Linked DNA regions of Mus musculus: region 2 is linked to region 1. Evidence: chromatin contacts called from public HiChIP or PLAC-seq data. All regions are on one chromosome and are shown on one strand. Each heading gives the region's core, a stretch centred on a gene start, on an enhancer-like site or on the middle of the called end of the contact. The rest is flanking DNA. Distances are from core to core; before and after follow the strand shown.

What was found. HiChIP or PLAC-seq counts read pairs in DNA pulled down with a chosen protein or histone mark.
Region 2: a contact with region 1 is called in an H3K27ac HiChIP or PLAC-seq map of embryonic stem cells, with 10 read pairs. The contact joins the promoter of Ntmt1 here to the promoter of Ptges in region 1. A contact is called at or near these places in 5 of 39 promoter capture datasets (Sertoli cells, cranial neural crest, frontonasal cranial neural crest and 2 more), 8 of 115 datasets of contacts at active chromatin or transcription factors (embryonic basal ganglia, embryonic forebrain, embryonic hindbrain and 4 more) and 3 of 9 other capture datasets (adipose tissue, liver and pancreatic islet).

What each region holds. Positions count from the first base shown.
Region 1 is chr2:30,901,587-30,905,154 of GRCm38.p6, reverse strand. Ptges (prostaglandin E synthase) reads left to right here and starts at 1,858. Exons shown (of 3, transcript NM_022415.3): 1 at 1,858-2,065. The coding sequence starts at 1,937. It overlaps Gm52550 (a long non-coding RNA gene), which reads right to left and starts at 1,900. Exons shown (of 3, transcript XR_003954020.1): 1 at 1,836-1,900; 2 at 1,505-1,620; 3 at 681-1,127.
Region 2 is chr2:30,806,356-30,809,923 of GRCm38.p6, reverse strand. Ntmt1 (N-terminal Xaa-Pro-Lys N-methyltransferase 1) reads right to left here and starts at 1,956. Exons shown (of 4, transcript NM_170592.3): 1 at 1,841-1,956.

The DNA of each region.
Region 1 (3,568 bases), core at 609-3,108:
ACAAATAAAACCTGCTTTAGAACAACCAGACCTTTCCATGGCCAGTTCCCTGGGAGATATTTATCTCTTATCTAGTACTGCTAAGCCTTGTGTGGTGACCCTGCGCTTAGGAAACACAAACACCTTGTCAAGCATATCTTTAGTTCAGATTGTAAATCAGGGAGAAGCCACCCACAGCCCCAGCAGCAAGGATTCCCTCCTGTCAATCCAGCTAGACAGGAACCCTCTTCTGAGTAGGGGGAAACGGAGGCTCTGGTGTCCTCAGCGAGGAAGAGCTACTGCGTAGCGGGTGCTCTGTATCCTCGTTTGTAGACATGAATATTTTTCCAACTTAATCCTTTTTACACTTATTATCCATGAGTATACTCTCCAGCAGAGGACAGCCTGCTTAGGTGGATTCTATCTTCCCACCATGTAGATCTGGGAGAGAATCTCACCTATTCAAGCTGGTGGAGTGTACCTTTCCCTACTGAGCCATCTCATCAGCCCTGACTTTTGAGACAGGGTTTATTTAATATATCCTAGGCTGGCCTCACGTTCACTATGTAACCAAGGATGGCCGGACATATATCTCCAACCAAGACCCTTATAGTTCCAGCAACTGCTATGGTGTGTGTGTGTGTGTGTGTGTGTGTGTGAGAGAGAGAGAGAGAGAGAGAGAGAGAGAGAGAGACAAGATAGTCAGTTTCATTTTATAGCTAGGGAAATTGGATCAGAGCCCAGAGCTACATTGGTGCTCTAAGGACTGGCTAAGTTTACAGCCGAGTGGGGTTCAGGCTAGTTGCCCCTAGATCTCTTGCTTTGAGGCATGCATGGCAGGCTGATGGTGATGTTCCTTTGGCCTGATTACTGTTCTTTACGATCTAGCTGACTGACGAAGGGAGCGAGCAGGGAAGGTGTGTATTTGTAATTTGCTGGCAGCAGAGGCAGGGGGATGCTCGGAGCTCACTGGCCCGTCAGGCTGGCAGAATGATGAGCTCTGGAGCAGTGGAAGATCAGACCTCAAAATGTAACAGGGCCAGGCTGTACTGGTGCATGCCCTTCGTCGCAGCACTGGAAGGGCCAAAGCAGGGAGCTCTCTGAGTTCCAGGCCATGGGGGGTAGATAGTGAGGTTCTCTCTCTCTCTCTCAAAAAAGGAAAAGAGAAAAGTTAGGTGCTTAGGCTAGTGAGACCTGAATGTGACTCACATGGCAGAACAAAACCATCATCAGCAAGTTATCTTCTGACTTTCATACAGGTACTGTGGCACACAATAAATAAATAAACATAATTTTAAAAGAAATTAAAAATTAAGATGGACATTGAGAAAGTCATGTGACAGCAGCTACTGGCTTCCACGCAAAGGTGCACACACGTGAATATCCCCACCCATATGCAAATACACACACACACACACACACACACACACACACACACACGAATTGGTAATTGGGGGTCTGTGTCCTGTTAGAGGATGGCAGAAGGATCTGTCTCCTCACCTTCCATCTTGCAGAGACAACCCACCTCCATGGCTGCATGTCCAGCATTACAGCGGCCACACATTAGCATAAATGCCCTGGTTCTCACGCTCTTTCGGAAGGTGGGCATGGGTCAGTGATATGCAGACTGGGGTCGGAGACCTGATGTTAAGTGAGAAAACACTCTATGTAGTCTGAGGCTTTCAAAAGAACAATGGTCCTGAGCCAAGGATGGCGTGGGACACCTCCATTCCTCTGCTTCCCACCCCCCACCCGGACACTTGGAGCAGAAGTCTCTGGGTTCCTTCTTGACTTGAGCAGGGGGCCTGCTGCGGGTGATCAGGGTGGGCGGGGAGTGGGCGGGGGTGACCGCCTACTCAGGACTTGGCCCGCCTCCTCCTCTCCATAAGCCGCCTGTGGGACAGTCTCACTCTCAGTCCCGGTGTCCCCGAGTTGAAGTCCAGGCCGGCTAGCCGAGATGCCTTCCCCGGGCCTGGTGATGGAGAGCGGCCAGGTGCTCCCGGCCTTTCTGCTCTGCAGCACACTGCTGGTCATCAAGATGTACGCGGTGGCTGTCATCACAGGCCAGATGAGGCTGCGGAAGAAGGTACGTTCGCTGGTGGAGTGGGGGGGGGGGGGGGCGCTGGAGGAGAAGGGGATCAGCACTCTGCTGGCTTTTCCCTGCAAGAAAAGTCTAGGGACTGAAAAAACGTGGCCGAGATGTGTATGCCGGCGTGCGGTGGGAGCTGCTTCAAGGCTGCCGCCACCACAGCCCTTCTGGGAGCTGGCTTAGCCTTCAGCTCCTGAACCCTCTTGGTTTGAGAGTACTGGGGGGCTCCCTTGCGAGTGGAGCACAGGGACTCTTGACAGCGAGAGGTGTCTGGACCTGGCAGTTTCCCGGCAGGCAGGGAGATCTCATATCTGGGTGGAGTGGGAACCCGCAACGCAGGAGCCTAAGAAGTCTTTCCGTGGAAATTCCCACTCCCCATGGACGCCGCACACACTTGTGGCACCCTAGAGGGTGCCTTGAGGGACCACAGACATTCTCTGGTCCCAGTCCCGGCAAAGAAACCAAAGTAAAAGAACCTACGTGGAGCTGGTGGGAGTGGCCAGGGCTCCCAGACCCCTTCTAGGGGTCCATTGGAAGCGCCTAGAAAGTAGAAGCAGTGAATCATCTGCCCTTTACAGACACTTCCCCCTAAACCAACATCTGTCCAGCCCAGAGGCGAGGGACTCGGAGTACGGGGATGGGACGGGGTGGGCCGCTTGCCCTCCTGCCAGGTTCAGCCCCTGCCTGGGGCAGGTACTGACAGGAATGAAGGCAGGGCCACCCCTGACTGACTGACTGTCTCTCATTCTTCTGCTTTGGTTTGTCCTGGGACACAGATGCCAGGGAGAGATAGCTACATTCTGTTCTTGTCCCTTCTGTAGGGCCCCCAAAGTTGAGCACTAAGTCACCACCAGGAAGGCAGTAGGAGTTAGCTTACCCTGGTTTTCCAGTGAGTTAAGGAGAGGTCTGCCTACTATGGGATCCTTCCATCCCCTTTGAAGTTAACTCTGGCTCCCGAGCCTGACTTCCTCTAGGGCTCCTCTCCCCATGGGAGATGCAGGGGTGGAGGAAAGCCTTCTCTGCTTTGGGCCCTGGGCTCCTCTATTTCTGCCAAGTGGGACCAGGGAATCACACTCTGCATTGAGAGGACGGGAGCCGGCTCAGGATCCTCTCCCCAGCAGCCTGGAGATGTGGCTCTGAGAGGAAGCTGGAGACTTGAATGGTGAACACACCACCCATGCTGGTCCTTAAGACTGGTTCCTACTGGAATCTGCTGTGAACAGGAGCAGCCGCAGGTCTTTCCTGGAAGTGCATGCTGAGTGCCCCTTGACCCACTAGAGGTGGCTCCCTGATAGCTCATTACAGGAACTCCACTGGTGGCAAAGCTGGGCCCTCAGAGTTGGGGTTTCCGAGCCAGGAGGGAGGAATTCTGGGTAGGAGATCCTGGCCTTTTTCTTCGTCATTTTACATTTTTCTCAGGCAGGGCTCATCTACCAGCTCCAGGGACAGCCGGAAGTGAAGCTTGAGCCTCGCTCCCCTCACAGTTTAGACAGGTTGATT
Region 2 (3,568 bases), core at 707-3,206, 95 kb after region 1:
TGAATTACACAGCGTATAAACACAGTCTGCCTACCCATTGTGCCTGTCCTCCTCTTTTCACTCTGAGACCATGGCTGGTCTGAAACTCACCCTGAACTTCATAGAGAAGCTGTAGTTATTAAACAAGCCTGAGAAGCCCCAGGCTCCACTGTGGAAGGCACATACTCTCTTGAGCGTACAGTTCTCCACTGTCAGAGACGTTTGGTGAGATGGTTCAGCTGTTAGAGCGAGCACTGCCTGCTCTTCTCAGCATCTCACAGTGGAAAAGCTCCAAACCAGCAATCACTGCGGTTCCTGGTGATCTGATGCCTTCCCTTTGCCTTCCTGGGCCCTGCCCCCATAGACAGATAATCAAATATAAAAATAATTTAAAAAAAAAAAGCCTTAAACACGGAGGCTGGAGACAAGCTCCAGTCAAGAACACCAGCTGCTCTTCCAGAGGTCCTGAGTTCAATTCCCAGCAACCACATGGTAGCTCACAACCATCTGTAATGGGATCTGATGCCCTCTTCTGGAGTGTCTGAAGACATCAAAAGTATACTTGCATACATATAACAAATTTTTTTTTTTTTTTTTTTTGGTTTTTTGAGACAGAATTTCTCTGTGTAGCCCTGGCTGTCCTGGAACTCACTCTGTAGACCAGGCTGGCCTTGAACTCAGAAATCCGCCTGCCTCTGCCTCCCAAGTGCTGGGATTAAAGGTGTGCAGCACCACTGCCCGGCAATAAATAAATCTTTAAAAAAAATCTTAAAACACAATTTTTCTCTCTGTCTTTCTGTCTGGTTTTTGAAATAGGGTTTCTCTGTGTAGCCTTGACTGTCCTAGAACTCATTCTGTAGACCAGGTTGGCCTCAAACCCAGAGATCCACCTGCCTCTGCCTCCTGGATGCTGGGATTAGAGGCGTGTGCCACCTCTGCCTAGTTCAAACATAGTTAAAAAGATCAAGTAAGGAAAACGTGTTAAAACCTCCAAATCACACAGACCCTGGTAAAGCTGGAGCCCACCTATGAGATCATGTGGCCTTTGGTCAGTCCAGAAGATGCAAACACAAGCTCCGGGTACACCCAGAACCACACACCTGCAGACTCTGACCTTTTGATTATGTGGCTCTGGCCTTCAGGAAAGCATCCCCCCTCCCCCCAACACACACACAAGCACACACACAGGAAAGCCAGCTTAAGGAAACGATGTGCCTTAAAACAGCACTTGGGAAAGGACCAAAAGTTAGGAGAGGATTTAGGCTTCTCACTTAGACCCCAGTCACTGAGTGCCCCACCCCATACATCATTGTCATCAGTTACAGCACCTGTCCTAGGCCCTTATCAAAAGGATTAAAGACCAAAATGATCACACAGTTGGTGGAGCAGCAAAGCCTGGAGCATCTGGAAAAGATGGCAGGCAGCCTTGCAGAAGAGAGGCTGACCTTGGCCTCAAGGGCTCATGACAGTAACGATGTTGGCCAGAGCTGGAGGCAGTTAAACGTGATGGCAACCCGTGCAACCAAGCACTTAACTGCGAGGACTTGAGCCAAGCACGGCGCCGATTCCACACACCAACCTTGCAGTGGCTGCTTTCCTTATCTCAGAGGGGAAACTGAGGACTGGAAAGTGATGTACGGGCGCGAGTGAAGATACGTCTTGCCAGCCTCCACCAACGTGGCTTCCTCCAACCCAATCCGTGGTCACCAGAGTCCCTGCCCAGGTCTGATCGGTGAACCTCCATGGGACGTGCACGTGGGCCAGGGCCAGGCCCAGGTCACTTGACGACGGGGCCTCACCGCTTCAGGCAGTTGGGGTGAGCACCTCCCTCCTCCCTGGCCGCGTCCCTCGCGATACTTACCTGGGTCGGGGCTCCAGGGACCCGAGAGAAAAGGACGGGTTGAGAAGGAGGCTGGCAAAGACCGTAGCCCACAGCAGCCGCCACCACTCTACCGGACCAGACACCTCGCGGCCTCTGCCTTTGTCCGCACACGTCACTTCCCCGAGCCTGGAGGGGGCTGGACTCAAGATCGCTCCGCCCCGAGGCCAGTTCACTCCGCCCCAAGACTAGCTCATCCCTCTCCACAGACAGATAGCCCCTCCCCAGGGCCAGATCGCCGCGTCCCACAGGCAGCTCACGTCCAGATCGTCCCTCCCCCACAGCCAACTCCGCCCTCTCCAGGGCCTGCTCACACCTCTCCACGCCCCCACAGCCAACCCCGCTCCACGGCCTGCTCACTCGACACGCCCAGAACTTCTCTCCGCGCGACTAACTCGCCCCTCCCCACGCCCAGCTCGCCCAAACACAAGACCAGCTAGTTCCGCCCCACGGCCAATTCGCCCCTCCCCATCGCTACCTCGCTTGTCCCCGAGGCCAGTTCACCCCGCCCCCTGGCCAGATCGCCGCACTCCAAGGTTTGATCGCCCTATTCTTCGGCCAGATCGCCTTTTCCTTCGGGATCCTAACCCAGTTTTTTGCCTACGCGCAGGGACTTCATGATGAAGGATCCACAGCTGATATCTCACACACTTGAGGGTGTAGCTCTTTTAAGACAAGAGTCCAACTGAGTTCTGGCCGTAAACTTCAGGATCCTTCTGCATCATCGACGTGGTTGCTGGGGTTACAGGCACGCGCCTCCATGCGCCACAAGGCTGGATTCTTAAAAACCAACATCATGAGAGTTTTCCACCCTAAAAGGAGAATTAAGCCGGGCGTTGTTGGCGCACGCCTTTAATCTCAGCACTCGGGAGGCAGAGGCAGGCGGATTTCGAGGCCAACCTGGTCTACAAAGTGAGTTCCAGGACAGCCAGGGCTATACAGAGAAACCCTGTCGGGGGGGGGGGGGGAGGAGGATTAAAAGCCATTGTTGCTCAAATCCACCCATGCCCACTAGTATATTAAAATAATATATCAACCCAGGAAAGAGAACAGGAAAGAAAGGCTTTGACAGAGGTAAGGATTGCCAGGCCAAATAAAGCAGAAATCTAGAAGTTTGCCCTCCTGAGGACCGCCCTTCCCTATCCACTCAGACAATCTGCACCGGGTCTTGAAGGAAAGATGAGCTTGCTGCATGCAAACCCCCTCTAACCGCCTCGGAGTTCTAAGTTGCCTCTTCTAACTGGTGGATGTAATGATTCAGCTACAATACTCTGAGGGTTAAATTTGTGGGATTTGCGAGTTTAGGCTAGAGTCTAGTGGGGCTTGCAGGCAATGAAGGTTATCATAATAAGTATTTTTGCCTTAAGCTCACCTCTGTTGGCTGACACACCGGCTGTTAGACATACTTGTCATGCCTCCTGGGCTCTGCATTACAGTAGGTGCTTAAAGTTGTGTTTTGCTTTTACTTATTCTTTTTTTTTTTTTTTTCCTTTTCTGGATCAGTGCCTTGCTAGGTAACCCAGGATGGCCTGAAACTCACAGTGATCCTCCTGCCTTTGAAATGCTGGGATTGAAAGAATGCACTACCACACCTAATGTGTATTTACACATTAATACTGAAAGCAATAGAGGCTTAGGAGGCGGAAAAATCCTACCCCCAATTGAGTCCCCACCCCAAATCTGTGCACCTAATAGTTGATAGCTACTCTG